Linked DNA regions of Ovis aries: region 2 is linked to region 1. The links are chromatin contacts, called in public Hi-C maps. All regions are on one chromosome and are shown on one strand. The core of a region is the stretch at or near the end of the contact, and the rest is flanking DNA. Distances in the headings are between cores, read along the strand shown. Region 1 overlaps LOC121816658 (putative HTLV-1-related endogenous sequence). Region 2 overlaps GRIK4 (glutamate ionotropic receptor kainate type subunit 4).

The links. Hi-C and Micro-C count contacts between places; a contact is called where the count stands out from the background.
Region 2: a Hi-C map of liver shows a contact between it and region 1, with 8 times the contacts expected there. The contact joins two enhancer-like sites. A contact is called at or near these places in 5 of 16 Hi-C or Micro-C datasets (hypothalamus, liver, omental adipose tissue and 1 more).

Annotation. Positions count from the first base shown.
Region 1 is chr15:30,820,801-30,828,403 of ARS-UI_Ramb_v3.0, reverse strand. It overlaps LOC121816658 (putative HTLV-1-related endogenous sequence), which reads right to left. Exons shown (of 4, transcript XM_042232819.1): 2 at 4,574-4,670; 3 at 3,286-4,002. Among named protein-coding and RNA genes, the nearest start is that of GRIK4, 110 kb to the left of the region's middle. Within about 2 kb of position 3,618, at least 9 of the 54 cell types and tissues checked have an H3K27ac peak or open chromatin away from gene starts, as enhancers often do. A contact at or near this core is called in hypothalamus and liver, where this site is marked.
Region 2 is chr15:31,291,780-31,299,382 of ARS-UI_Ramb_v3.0, reverse strand. It overlaps GRIK4 (glutamate ionotropic receptor kainate type subunit 4), which reads right to left. Exons shown (of 21, transcript XM_042232998.1): 14 at 3,337-3,446. Among named protein-coding and RNA genes, the nearest start is that of TBCEL, 74 kb to the left of the region's middle. Within about 2 kb of position 3,307, at least 16 of the 54 cell types and tissues checked have an H3K27ac peak or open chromatin away from gene starts, as enhancers often do. A contact at or near this core is called in hypothalamus and liver, where this site is marked.

The sequences.
Region 1 (7,603 bases), core at 2,369-4,868:
CCAAGGCTGGGCCGCTGAAGCCCCACGTGGGATAGTAGCCAGGGGAAAAGGTCAGGCTGGGCACCAGCAGTGTCCCAGAGAACCAAGGCTCGAGAGACAAGGTGCAGGAGGGTGGGATGGGGGAGCTGAGGAATGCAAGGCCCCCAGGACGTGTGCCTGGGAGAACTGGGAACTCTGCAGGCGGGGGTCCACAGGAAGCCACGGGCTGGGGAGGTGGGGGGAGGACAGCCAGGGCGCCAGTGCAGCCAGTCTAGGGGCAGGGAGAATGCAGAACCCTGGACCAGCCAGGCTGCAGACCGGGGCAGGGGCGGGGAGCCAGCGCCCCCAGCAAGGAGGGGTGCTGAGCTGACACCGGCGAATGTGAGGGCTGAAGCCTGGGATGTGGAGAAGGAGGGCTGAACAGCAGCAAGAACTGAGAAAGCAACAAGTAGTTTCCCAGGTGGCACCAGTGGTCCAGACCCCACCTACCAATACTAGAAGACAAAAGGGACTCAGGTTCGATCCCTGGGTCGGGAAGGTGTCACGGCAACCCACTCCAGTGTTCCTGCCTGAGAGATACCACGGCCAGAGGAGAGAGGCAGGCTACAGCCCATAGGGTAGCGCAGAGTCGGACACAGCTGCAGTCACTGAGCACCCGTACAACAGCACAAGAGCTGGGCCGGGAGTCCGGAGGCTTCAGGTGTGGCTGCAGAGCCTCAGACGAGGTGTTTAACCTCTTCGAGCCTGTTTTCAGGGGATCAATAACACCTCCCCGAAGGGCACTGGTATAGACAAAACGCTTGTCTGGTTCAGATCGAGTAATTTTTCTAAAAAGCATTTGGAAAACTGCAGAACTCAATCACCACGTAAGGGATTCACCTTGTACTGTGCAGAAGCAGCAAGAGACGTCTGCTTCCCACACGCATTCTCTGCCTGCTGCCCACCCGCACCAGCCGCACGGCAACCAGCTTCACATTCGATGTTCCTCTTGTTTTCTGAGTAGTTTTTCTTATCTCCCAGGACAGGTCATCCTGCCCTCTTCCTTCCTTTCTTGCCTCTCAGTTGGGCTGAGAATCACACCAGGCACAGCTGAGGCCCACTGTCCAGGAGATCCTATGCTCCAGAAGCTGGGACCTTCTCCTCAGAGTCTCCACTTCTCTGCCACCAGGCAAAGTTCCCTCTCCATCCGCAGGGAAAACCACATTGGGAAGCCAGACCAAGCAGCAGAGCCAGTCTCTAGGAAGAACTTCAGGTGCTGGGGAAAATGCTAGCCAATGATCAAGATGCCTAGGAGGGTGGGCGGGGGGGATGGGGAAACACAGAAAATCAGAACCTCCTCTCAACCCCCCTCCCCTAACCCCTGCCCTCCTCCACCAGGCTCTCCCAAGAACTCCAGGAGCCAGATTCATCTTTGGTCTCAGCTGGCAGGTCCAGAGGAGGATAGGGATGTAGCTGGAGAGGCAGGCTGGAGGCTGATGGGCAAGCCCGGGCCGCAGCTCCATGGACGGCTCGCTCCACGAGAAATGAACAAAATACGGAAAATTAAACAAACCCAGACACTGTAATGTGTGCATATTAGATTAACTCTCCAAAGGGTCGTGACCTTGAGGAACACATCCAGCCAGTGAGGAAAATAATAAACCTGATTAATGAAGAGGCACAAGCTGCAGCTTCAGCAAATAGAGCCTGACGACGCCCAGCGGAGTTCCCAGGGTTCCTCCCGGAGTCGGACCAGAGCGCAGAGGACCTCTCCCCAGCCCTCGCCCATCACATAAGCACAGACACTCCGGGAGCAAACAGGACCAGAGTCCTCTCTCTGGCGGCCCGCTGTCAACCCAGACAGCCTCTCTCCCAGGGGATACCACACCCACCACTGGCAGGTGCTCCTGGAAGCACCCCATCACCCAGGTGACCCACAGGGAGCTTAGATGAAGGCAGTTCTCATTGTCCCTGGCAAGGCTCCGGGCACTTGGCCAGTCCCGAGATGTCTCCGTCTGGTCCTTACTGGCGTCCACTGCCTGACTCCGGGGCCCAGCCAAGCCCAGGGGTCCCTCTGCTTTCCAGACAACCCAGGCCCTTGGGAGAACATGCCCAGGAGAGCCACTGGAGGGAGGCAGGGAGGTGGCACCTCATGGCATCACCAGACAACAGCACCAGGAGGAAGATGGCAGCATGAAGTAGAGGTGCCAAGAGCTGTGCGGCCCGAGGTCCGGAGGGGGAGACGCTGGCCGCATTGCCCGGCCACTGCCAGCCCGGCAGCCCAGAGGGCCAAGGTCCTCCCGGCTGCGGGCCTTCCCAGCCCAAAGGCCCTCGCCAACTCTCCCTGGGCTCCAACTCCTCCCCCATCACTTTCCTCAGCTCAAGGGAGCCAGCGAAAGAGACACAGGTGCTTCCGGAGCCTAGAAACCCCTGTCCCAGCTGTCGCAAGCTGGCCCTCTCCTCCGGCCAGGTCTGAGCCGCTCACCGCTCGCCAGTCCTCACTAGAGAGGAGCTCGCTTTCAGCTCCCCTCCCCCCCGCTCCGCCCCAGCCCCCTCCCCCATCACACGCCCAAATGCAGGTCTCTAGAGTTTCTCCCTCACTTCCCACTCGGGTGAACTAGGGTGGGATGGGTGGGAACCTCAGTAGTCCAGGGAAAAGAGGGTCGTTTCTGATACGACGCTATTCTCCCCGAGGCGAGACGGCGCGAAGGATTGGGGGGGGGGGGGGGGTGGCCGGAGTGCTGGGCAGGGGTCGGGGGCAGTCGAGGCAGATGGCAGCGAGGACTGGAGGAGGGGGCTTCGTGGGCTCCGGGCTGGGATGGGGCACTGTAGCCGGGGACCGAGACGACCAGAGAAGCGGAGGGTGACGAGGTGCGGGGGAGAAGCGCCGGGGTGGGGAAGGGGCCGTCATCCCTGCAGGGGGCAGAGGCAGGGCTGGGAGTTGCACGGGGGCAGAGGGAGGACCCGACCGGGAAGACGGTGAGCCCGGGGAAGGGATGCGGAGGGAGGGAAATGGGGATGGAGACCGGAGGAACTACGGGCGCAGAGCGATGGGGGTTCGGAGCCCGATCGGGAGACGCAGAGACCGGAGTGCAGGGGACAGGCTGGCTGAAGGCGGGAGACGGAGGGAAGGGCGCCGGGAAGGGGGTGGGGGCGGGGGCGGGGTGCGGGGCCGCGGCCCCGGAGGGCAGGAGAGGCAGAGACGTCAGAAGTAGGGAATCCGGGCGCGGGAGGGGGCGCGCGCGGGGCTCCGCGCGGATAGGACGCGGGGGGCGCGGGGGCAGCGCAGGTGCGGGCCGGGGGCGCCGCGGCGGGCCCTGCCCTTACCTGGGCGGCTCCGCACTCCGGGGGCTGAGCTCGGGCCGGGCGCTGCTCCGCCGGCCGCCGGGCTGTTGTTTTCCTTTTTTTTTTTTTTTTTCCTTCTTCCGCAGCCGCCGCGGCGGCTCCAGCGCGATCCGCCGGCAGCTGAAGGCAGAGTCTGTGTCCGGCTGCGAGCGAGCGTGGAGCCGGCAGCGCGGGAGGAGCGCGGCCGAGGTGCGCGGCGCCGCCCGGCGGGCAGCGCGGGAACTACGGCGGCCCGCGCACGCCGGCCGGGGGGGGGCGCCCCTTCGGGGCCCGAGCGCCCAGCCGCCCGCCCGCCCTCGTAGCCCTCTAGCCCGGCGCGCTCGGGGCCCAGGCGCCGGAGGAGAGCGGCGGCGAGGGGCCCGAGCGACCGTGAGCAAACTTGCCGCCGCCCCGGGGACCGAGGCCGAACGAGAGGCGCGGGGCCGGGGCCGCAGCTGCGAGCAGGGTCGCGGGGTACGCGCGCGACCAAGCGGCCGCAGGACGCGGTGCGGGCGCTGCGCTGGATCGACCTCCGGGGGACCCCGGGCGCAACCCGCACCCAGCACCGCCCTGCGCAAAGGGGTGCCCACTCCGGCCCGGAGGAGTTCGAGCCCGGCCCGCTTCGGCGGGCAAAGGGCGCCTCCTGGTGGGGCTCTCGGGGAACAGCGCAAGGGAAGAGCGTGCTGGTTTCTGGAGACTGTGGCCTCGGTGGTGGCTAGGCTGGAGAGGAGTGTGAAGTCGGCGAAGAGAAAAGAACAATTTGTCCCAGGAGGCTGGAGAGAGACGGCTTGCACTTAGTAGTTCCAGGGCACTATTTTATGAATACAAAAATCTTTGGAGGAGCCGTCATCCTCATGCCACGGATGAGGATCCCAGCCCAGGAGCCTTGGGCTCCAGGTAAACGAGGTAGTGAGCATCAGGACCAGGGGGGCAATAAAGCTTTCTGACATGCCGCCATGGCTCATTGTACTACATCACCGCTGTCCTCCGGAGGAGCTGGGGAATCGGGGATCCTGAGGAGGGAGACCCGAGGACATGTGACCTCCTCAGAGGGGGACTTCCTCCTTTCCCACCCACACGATCTCTGTCTGGGACAAACAAGGCACTCATCCCAGAGTCTTGCCATCGTCAACGGCTTGAGCCGCCCGCACTCAACGCTCTGCCCACCGGCAAGGTAGTCAGTCCTCAGAGAAGGGTTTGTTCCCAGATGTCCTGGGTTGGGTCTTGGGCATAAAAAGCTGAAACCTGGACGATGATGCTGCGTTCCCCAGGCTCACCACCCCACTCTTACCACTTCTCGGCCACCCAGGGCTGCAGGGATGAACAGGGGTCGCAAGAGTGCTGGCTTCCCATGCCCACCTCCGCTAGCTGGGCATGGCGACTGCTCGCTAGGGAAAACACCAATACTGCTTAACAGGTGTGGTTTTCAGGAACCTTTGCATCAACTCTGCAAGGTATGTGTGAAGATGACCCTAATCACATTTCACATAAGAAAGCTGCTAAAGCTTAAGATACCCCCAGTAAACCAGCCACACCCAGGGGAGAATCAGCCACACCCCCGGATGAATCAGCCCCACAGAACCATCTAATTCCAGCTCCTCCGTCTTCTCACGCAGGGCCTCATTTGCCAAGTGGACACATGGCTGCATGGACCAAGCAGACAGCACACTGGAGGTGCAAGGGGCATTCCTGGGATCCACTCCGGGCAGGGGACTTCACATCCCTCCCCTTCAGTGTTCACATCCCTAGACATGAGGGAAGCAGACTGAATAATCTCTGAAGGTACTTCAGACTCTGAAAGGCCGATCCTGGATCCTGGGCCTTTTCTTGGAGAGATGTGAGATGAGCAAGACCATAGAGGCTTAAGTGTTTGGGAGGAAAAGTACCATCTGTGTGAAATGTCTCATCTTATTCCTTTGTCTCCTGATAACTGGAGGCGGGGAGGGGGAGAAGTTGTTGGCGAGAGCAACGGAATTGCTGATGGGTCTTGACTGTGGTCTAATGAGGACCCCAGTTTCTCACCTTCTTGAAAAGATGATTCTGACCTTCTTTCCCTTCCTTAAGGCCTCTGTCTCCTAAAGCACAAGGCCCGCTAGCAGTCAGAAGGTGAACAGTGATGCCAGAGAAGCCTGTCTACAGCCTCACCCTGGCTGTCCCCCACCCACCTGCTGTCTCTTCCTTCTGCTGCTAACCTCAGAGTTCTGAGTGATCGCTGCTTGCTGTCCTCTTTTTGCAGCAGTATGCAGAATCCTAGTTCTTTGACCAGGGATTGAACCCAAGCCCCCTGAAGTGGAAGCGTGGAGTCCTAACCACTAGACGACCAGGGAAGACCGTGTCTACTTTCTTTACTCCTGAAAATCAGTGTCACTTGTCAATCAAAGTTTAATTCCAGGCAAGCTAAGTTCTCAGGCCTGATTGTGGGTGGGAATGGGGTGGAGAGGCTGGTCCTGATAATCTTGGATCCCACAGCAGGGCTATGTCGGAGGGGAATGAGGCTGGCTCAGCTGAAATATCTCCAAGGCTGCAGCATTGAGTGAGATAGAAGGGTTGGAAATGGTGGTCCCTCCCCTGGAACCTCTCATCTGAAGCATCCCAGACAGCCAGCTGCTGGGCTGTGCTAGACAGACAGCATTCCGTGTGCTAGGGCCTCATGGTTAAACCCAGTGGATTCAAGCGCTTTGGTGACTGAAGCCCGTGGAAAGGAATTTGTTCTCCTAGATTTATGTTAGCACCTCTTTCTTTGTATTTGCTTCAGGTATATCCCCAAAGAATTCCTGATCTTAAATTTACTAACCTGTCTTTTCCAGAGGTCCCTTTGAAGGTTCATCCCAAGTTCATAATGAACCCCTTGCATAAGTGGGGCCAACTCGGGCACACGATGACTGTGTGACTTGTCACTTGCTTAGGAGTACATGCCATCTTCTATCACTGTCTCTTAGAAACTATTGCAACAGTCATCTAACTGACCTCCCTGGCCCCCTCCAACACATCCACAAATGGCTGTCATTTCAGCTACTTCATCCCTAGCTTAAAATCCTTTCGTGACTCGAGATAGCCTCTAAGGTAAAACTGAGTCCCAAGCTTCTTAGCACAACATAAAAGCTCTCAGCTCACTTCTGTCCCACAGCCCAGTTTCCACCACCGCCCTTCTCAGACTTCATCAATACCAAATGCTTGTAGTTAGTTCTCTGGTCCTCTCATTAAAAAAAAAAAAGAAAAAAATTATGTTTATTTGGCTTCGCCGGGTCTTAATTGTGGCACAGTCCAGTTCCTCAACCAGGGATCGAACCTGGGCCCCTTGCATTGAGAGCACAGAGTCCTAGCCCCTTGACCACCAGGGACGTCCTCGGTCCTTGGTCCTCCCATGCTACGCCTCTTTGCCCTTAACACATTGACTTTCGCCCAAAGCCCATTCCCGCATTCCCTCCCCTCAACCCCACATACAGCTAGACAAGTTCATATTTACCTTTCCAAATTCAGTTCAGGAATCTCTTTCTGCTAGAGGTTCTTCCTGACCTGCAGTCTAGTCCCTTCTCAAAGAATTAATTACTCCCTTTTTTGGACTTCGCTTACGCTTATTGGAGCTTAGGGCTACTCCCTTGTTTCATGTCTGCCTTCACTAAGAGGCTACGAATTTCACCCCCTGGATTTATTTTTAGCTTCTTCCTTTTTTGTATTTGCTTCAGGTATATCCACAAAGAATATTTGATCTTAAGTTTACCTGCCATCTCTTTTCTAAGATCCTTTGAAAGCTCATCACCAGTTCGTGGTAAAACCAAGCTGTCTTAACAGCACAATGCCTGGGACGGTAGATGCAAGTAAATGTGTTCAAGGAATGCACAGACATGGAGTAAGAGTTAGCGGGTCTGCAGTTCAGGCAAATCAAATTGCCTTCTGTGGTCAGTCCAGATGAGTCAGATAAAATGACCTAACTGGCAATATGAAGCCTTGGTCCCTGGTAAGTTGAAGCTTTTATAAACCTAATCTAAATTAGGGGTTCACATTTGGGGGAATGAAGTTGAAGAAAGCAACAGCCTGATTGAATAACCTTCTTGCCACACAGTAGTAAAATGCAGCCATCCCATCAGTGTACTGCACTCGAACTCGGGATTAAATGAAAGTGACCCTCTGTGTCTTCTTGCCACCTGTTTGGGGATAAAGGATGATCTAACAGGACCAGTTTAAGAGCAAAATTGAAATTAGAAAGAGGACTGTTCTTGGACTTGACGTAGATATTTTCACTCATGCCTCGACGGATGCAGTAAGTAGTGCTTCCACCTGATAACATTATGGCCACGCGCTGGCAGAGAACAAACACACA
Region 2 (7,603 bases), core at 2,058-4,557, 470 kb before region 1:
CACAAAGCCTTCAGCTCTGATGTGGGAGACGCATCTGGACATATGCCAAGAAGGGCAGGTCTGTGTGTTCACGCGATGCCATCATCTTCCCCGGCCTTCCTGTCCCTTCGCCCAGCCTAGTCTGCAGGTGCTGCAGGGCTGGTTCACATTTCCTTCGCTGCTACTTGTTGCTGATTACAAGGCCAGTGTGCCATCTCTGGCCCCTGCCCCCATACGTCCTCCTTCCTTCCAGGGGCTGCGGGGCTGGATCGGACCCGTGGGGCTTCACCCCAGTGGTTCCCAAGCCTACGGGTGGTTGGATGTGAGCTTCAGAACTACAGATTCCCGAGGCCTCATCCCTAGAGATTCTGAGATGATCTGACTTAGACATTCAAGTTGTTTTAAAGCTCCCTGAATGACTCTGATATCAGCTGGCTTGGGAACGGCTGCCATAGAGCAGTGGCTTTCAAACATCTTTTCCCTCTAAAATCTCACCCAGAAGTACAATACATGAGAGAGAGAAGTGGAGCTGGCCTGAATGAAGACGAGCTGAGGCCGCAGAGCTCTGTGTGCCTAGCCTCTTCACCGCTCCTCCACGTGTCCGCGCCTACCAGGAGCCTCCACGTCCCCGGGAACCCAGTTTGAAAGCTATTGCCCTGGGCCAAATTACCCTACCCTCAGATATTACTCATATAGGATATTATATGTATTTTGCTGCTGTTGTTCAGTTGCTAAGGCCATGTTGGACTGTAGCATGCCAGGCTCCTCTGTCCTTCACTGTCTCCTGGAGTTTGCTCAAATTCATGTCCATTGAATCAGTGATGACATCCAACCAACTCATCCTCTGTTGTCCCCTTCTCCTCCAGCCTTCAATCTTGCCCAGCATCAGGGTCTTTCCCAATGAACTAGCTCTTCATATCAAGTGGCCTGTATGTCTGTGTGTGTGTGTGCGTGTGTGTATATATATACATATTGTATGATATATATGATGTATGATCAGACCTCTAGTACAATTTTTTGGTTAATCTTTTTGTTAATTCTGGATCCTGGGGGGCCAGTGTGTGTGTATGAATGTGGATGGCAGGAGAGAGGGACTGTCTAAGCCCCCAGGGCTGATTGAAAAGTTTCAGGCTGTGAAAGGCAGGGTGAAGCAGTCTTGTGTGTGTGTGTGTGTGTGTGTGTGTGTGTGTGTGTGTGTATGTATCTGATAGCTACGCCCTAATACCACTTCCAGTCCCTCAAGGCCACCTGAGAACCATGACTTTCTACACACAGGGCCTCAATCAAAGGGGACAAGAGAGAATTCCAGGGCAGCGGAGCCGAGACTCAGGCAGACAGCTTCCAGTGAGCAGCCGCAGACAGCCCAGCGAAGTGCAGAGGGGACGTGTCAGATGGCGTGCCAGCTCCCGCGCCTTGCCAGTCGACACTGACAACAGATTCTTGACAGTGGGCATGGCTACAGGCCCAAGGAGGGTAGGTGGCACCAAGCGGCACACGCAGCACCCTGTGATGATGACCAGGTTGTAAGCAAGGCCTTTCCCCCTTTGGCTGGGTCTCAGGGGTCGGGAACGACTTCCTGAACCTGGCTTTGATCTCCACTGGAAGAGGCATGGAGTGGGTGATGCCATGCCTCTTGGGCAGGTAGGGAACTGCCCTAGGGGTTTGTACTCCGAAGATCCTTGGGGCTCCATTTTCATTTTTTAAAATTCATTTTTAACTGGGGGGAAATTGCTTTACAATGTTGTGTTGGTTCCTGGTGTGTGTGTGTGTCTGTGTGTGTGTGTATGTGTGTGTCTGTTAGTTGTTTGGTTGTGCTTTGAGAGCCCACCAACGTAGCCCACCAAGCTTCTCTGTTCATGGGATTCTCTAGGCAAGAATACTGGAGTTGGTAGCTATTTCCTTTTCCAGGGGATCTTCCCGACCCAGGGATCGAACCTGGGTCTCATGCATTGCAAGCGGAGGATTCTTTACCACCTGAGCCACCAGGGAAGGCTGGTCTCCTCTGTGAATGAGTGAGTGAGTGAAGATGCTCAGTTGTGTCCGACTCTTTGCGACCCCATGGACTGTAGCCTACCTACCAGGCTCCTCCCTCCATGGGATTCTCCAGGCAAGAGTACTGGAGTGGGTTGCCATTTCCTTCTCCAGGGGATCTTCCCTACCCAGGGATCGAAGAAACCAGGTCTCCCACATTCCAGGTGGATGCTTTAACCTTTGAGCCTCCAGGGAAGCCCAGTGATGGAAATCACCCATAATTATACACGCATCCCCTCCCTCCTGGGAGTTCCATCTTCTAGCTGGAGGGAGCACAGGCTCCCCTTGAGCAATGAATAAACGTGCTTCTGGGGAAGACCCCACCTCATAGAGGTGGACCATTCACCTCAGAATAGGCCAGCGCTGCCCCTGTAGCCCCAAGGCAGAGGAGAGCAGACAGCTGGACCAGAGCCACTGTCAGCCCCCTAGACTCTCAATCTGAGTGGGTCTTGGCTCCCCTGAGGTGATCAGCTGAGTTCTGAGCAGGAAGCAGGGCTCTGTATGAATGACCCTGAACCACGGGAGCTGGCTCTGCCTCTGGATAGTAAGTGGGCTCTTCTGAAGCCCAACTTAGCCTCAGAGAGAAATGACCCTCTCTGCGCATCCTCTTGGGATGCTCCTTGGCTTCTTCCTGGGCTCAGGGACACTCTCTCGTGTCCAGGGAGATGGGGGATGGGTTTCTTGTCCTCCCCGACCCTGGATCTGGACCATGTGTCTCAACTCAGCGCTGCTTGCCAACACTGCTCTCCATCCTGCCCTGCTGCTGCCAGCCTCCCTGCACGGTCTCCATTCAACAAGGCAGCTGTGTTTTCACAGACAGACCGGGCTGGGGAAGGGCCAGGCCCTCTGCAGAGGAGGCCGTCTCCCTTGCCTGTGTCACTGAGGCTGCCGGTTCCCAACTCCGGATTTGCAGCCTCTGTTTCCTGTCACTCAGCACTTTGTGGCAGGTCCTGGCGAGGACAGATGCCAGGGCAGCCAAAGGCAGAACACTTAATCAGAGTAATCTTCCCACCACCTTCCTCCCCTCCTCTCTCTCCCAAGGCAGGGGGCTGGAGACTGGGGAATGAGAGGGGTAAGAGGCAAGGGGCACAAATTCGGACAAGCTCGCCTGTCTATGTTGTGCATATCAGGGGACGGGCACATAGATGGATGGACGGGCAGTGCCCAGCTGACAGCCGGGCCAAGTGGCTCGGGTCCTGAGCCCGCCTCCCATTCCTCTGGTTTGGGACCAAGGCCGCCCCCTCCTACTCCCACCCCTGCCCGTGCAGTTCCCAGAGGTGGACACGAGATGGCGGTGTGAGGACAGGGAAGGGGAGAAGCCAGTACCGAGCCACGAGGAAGAGGACGCAGCTGACGGCCAGATAGGCTAGAAGCATGAAGAGCCAGACGCCCGGAGAAAATGGGTCCAGGAAGGAGAAATAGCCGGGTCTGCGTCCCTGGAAACGGAGACAGAAACGAGATTCATGTATGCATTCAGTTAGCACAGCCATTGGGCAGGGGAGGGCAGAGGGGTTGGTGAGCTGGGAATGGGCCCAGACTGCACTGCCTTGGGTTATGGGTGATTGGTTTAAATGACACAGGGGCCGAAGGTGTAGAGGGGTCTGCTCTGAAACATCTACATAGCCCTTAACTCAGTAGATGAAACTAAAGAACGGCCCAGGGCCTCATCACTTCCTAGGATGAAGGAGGCTCTGTGCTGGGCAATAGCACAGCACTCAGTGTCCGTTATATGCGTCCCCATGTCCTCCAGGGGCAGCGTGGATAGGCTCTGAAGCACCTTTGAGCTGTTGATGTCCAAGGACATGTAGCCCCCTCTCTGCCACTCACGTCTTTCTTACGAGGATGCTAATTTGATAGGCATGCTTGGTTTTTGGTTTGCAGGGTGATCTCACATACAATGAGACCTTCTCAGGTAAACCTCAAACTGGATGCTGTGTAGCGCCCAGATTCTTATTTTCATTGTATTCGGAAAGAAATCAAAGCCCTAGGGCATTCGAGAGATGTATCCAAAGTTAGACAGCTCATCAGTGGAAGAACTGGGACTCAAATGCACGCTTGCTGACACAAAGCCCAGGGCATCTGATGCAGCCCACGATACTGCAGAAAAACATGGTTGTTCCTAGGCCAGGCAGTCATGGGAGCCAAAGGATGGAGCCAAGAACCAGCCAGAAAGCTGGGGACCACACTCTGGCAGAGGCAGGGGGGCATTTTCTGCAGGAAAGTGAGACGGAACGAGAAGGAAGGAATTTCAGAATCTGCTCCTGGTCTTTAGCAGTGTGGTCTCAGGCAAGTGCACACCCCTCTCCAGACTCCACTGGAGCTGATCTAGATCAAAGGTGATACCCTAGTGACCTGCAGCCCACAGACCACTTGCTTGTTGACTTGTAGTGTTTACTCATTTTGATAAGCTGTCAACATTAAGTGACTAGGATGTTTCCAGAAAAATCCAGATTCTGGCTTTAAAAATGGATGATCTGGCCACATTGGGCCCAATTCTCAACCAGCTGGAGCTGAGTGGTGGCTGTTCACTCAAGACAGGGCCCCACTCTACAGCTCCCACTGCTGCCCTGGCCTTGAACCAGGCTTGCTTCTTCCACTTACTATGAAACCGCTGGAACAGATGCTCCCTAAAGACCATTCTAAATCGAAAATGATATGACTTTATGATTCCAGGAATCTACGAGGTCCACGGATAGGATAGAAAATCAGTGTTAAGCTCAGGAGTGCTATGAACAGGTAAACTTTCAAGTTCAAGGACATATCAGTCATGGCACAACCTGCTGTCAGTATCAAGGTATGTCATTTTGTACTGGGGTTCCCAGACACTACAAGGGGAGCTATCTATGCCAATACTGAGCTAATCTCAATCAGCTTTCTGGGCTTTTGTTATCCAGGGACAGCCAGACCATGAGATAATGCTGAGAAACTGCAGCTAACAACAGCTGCTCCCAAGGCAGCATCTAAGGAGCAGGGGAGACAATGCTGCAAGGCCCTGTTGTATCTGCACAAACCCCAATTGTGGCTGATTTTCAGCTGCTCTTCTGGTGAGTTCTCCATCCCTTCCCAGTGAGCCAATAGACAAATTCCCAAAGCACTTGGGAGTATAATTTTATTCTCCCACTGAGGACACAGTCCAGAGGGTACAGAGTGAAGAAGTCAGAGCTTACCCTCTGCCAGTGGGGCACTGGTTCTTGGATCCTGAAGTCCTTCATCAGTGTGACAGTGCCCCCTGGGGTGGTCTGTCTGAAATTGGATTTCTCTCCCAATGTGGCTTAGACCAGGGAACTGCCCTCTGATACCAACTGCAATTTTTCTGCCTCATGTGTGTTCATGTTGAGCTGCAGAGAACACTCAGGTGACTGGGAAAATAAAACAGCTTGAAGGACAAAGCCCAGTGACCAGGGGAACAGGAGAGAAACAGGGAGAAGACCATTTGAGTATGTACGGCCCTATCACTATGTAAATTGTGTAACAGGAAGAAGGACGCAAGACAGCGGAATTGGAGTCCCTCGTTAGTCATTCTTGTGTCCATCATGGACTAACCATGCCTTCACCATCATCCGAAGAGCCAGTGCAGAGGCAGGAAGGGACAGCATGAGTCTAAAAGGGGGTGAAGATGCTCATTACATCTACACACCTGCTGCAGAAAATCACTAGTTTGGGCCTCTCTTGGGGTCCTTCTATCCCCTGGAGCTTCTCTGGGCAAATGTACATGAATTCTACACCTGTCGCTCATGACTACTTCACTCTGTGTCTCCCAACTGAGAGATATCCAGGAGAAAAAAATTCTTTCATTGTTACTCTCTGAATCTGAAACCCCATTAGATGCTCAATGTCAGAAATCTATCCCTGATTATATCACAATGAATGAAATTGAGGAAAATGACAGCACTATTTAAAGCTGCCATATTTGGTTATGGGTGATAAGAAATGATGCACAGCCATGGGAAAAATTCCTGGAGACTTAAGTTATAAAACATAGAGCATCACACAAACAAGGATCAAGACATAAACAGAGCTCCCCTGGAAACATATCAGTCACGTTGGCAAGGCAACATCTGATTCCACGTGTGACTGACTGACGCCAACCAGAAAAGCAGGGAATGGGCAGTCATTTGAGATGTGGGTCTGGGCTTGCACAGACTAGGCTTGGACTGAGCCCAAGCTGTTTTTATGATGCCAAAGAGAAGTATGTTACTTGCAAGGCTCTGAACGCCTCCCGTTTTTTTTTCTATGTGGATGCTTTCGTTTGCTTCCTTCCCAACAGACATCTGAGTTCCTGGTGCTGGGGGTAGATCAGGAGTCATATGCCACTGGCATTTCTTCCTAATAACAGGTTTTCCTTAACCCAATAGATACATGGATATATGATGGTGACGCTTTTCTTCAGATCTCAGAATGCTTCACTGTGTTCTTTGGATTTCAGTACTCAGTTCTCCATATTGACAGATGGAAGAAATGGGACCCAGGGAGGTTAAGCGCCATGCTCACATCACTGGTGATGGTTTCAATTTCTCTGGAGCTCATTTGTCAAGCTGTGCCATAGGGATACCATGCTCTCCTTCTTTCAAACAGCAGCTGTATCGCATCTTCCTCTCCGTTGTATCTTTACAATTTGCTTCAATAAACTCCCTAATTAATCCTGCGCCTTCTCCCCAATGCCAACAGAATCCCAGCCTACTCAGTCTCGCCCCCTTAAAGTGCTCTAAACATTATTTATTCATACCCATCATCATTTAAGACTCTTGAGAGTCCCTTGGACAGCAAGGAGATCAACCCAGTCAATCCTAAAGGAAATTAACCCTGAATATTCATTGGAAGGACTGATGCTAAAGCGGAAACCCCAGTGCTTTGGCCACCTGATGTGAAGAACTGACTCATTGGAAAAGACCCTGATGTTGGGAAAGATTGAAGGCAGGAGAAGGGGGTGACAGAGGATGAGACGGTTGGATAGCATTACCTATTCAATGGACATTAGTTTGAGCAAGCTCTGGGAGTTGGTGAGGAACAGGGAAGCCTGGTGTGCAGCAGTCCATGGGGTTGAAAAGAATCGGACATGACTGAGTGAGTGAGCGACAAACCATCCTCTTTGGGGACTCTCTTATTGATTTATACATGTCTCTGTTGACTACAGTTTGGGCCTATTCTTTCTGGTGAAGACAACCACGTTGAAGGTAGATAACTGGTGATACAGAATCTATGCCCCAAATGTCTAGGTCAAGCCAAGCCCTGTAAATGGGGCTGCAAATTAGATGGCACCAAAATGGGAACTGGTTCCTTGATTTCTGTACTGTGCTTCAGACAGACCACGTCAGAGCCAGCATCACGGATGCTGTCGGATGGTGAGCGAGACGGGGCTGGTCACCAAATGACTACAATCCCTGAGTGGCAAGGCTCTTTGAATATCAGCAGTGGAGCTGTTCACGGAGTTACCGAGTGGAACTAATCTCCTCTTGCCTGGTGAAAATTCTTCTTATCCTTAAAAAAATCCATAACCTCACTGATACTTCATTGCACATTTACTGGAAGAAATGACGTTATAGTAAGAAAGTAATTGCTTGCCCAGAGTCTGGAGCCAAATGCATAAGGACAT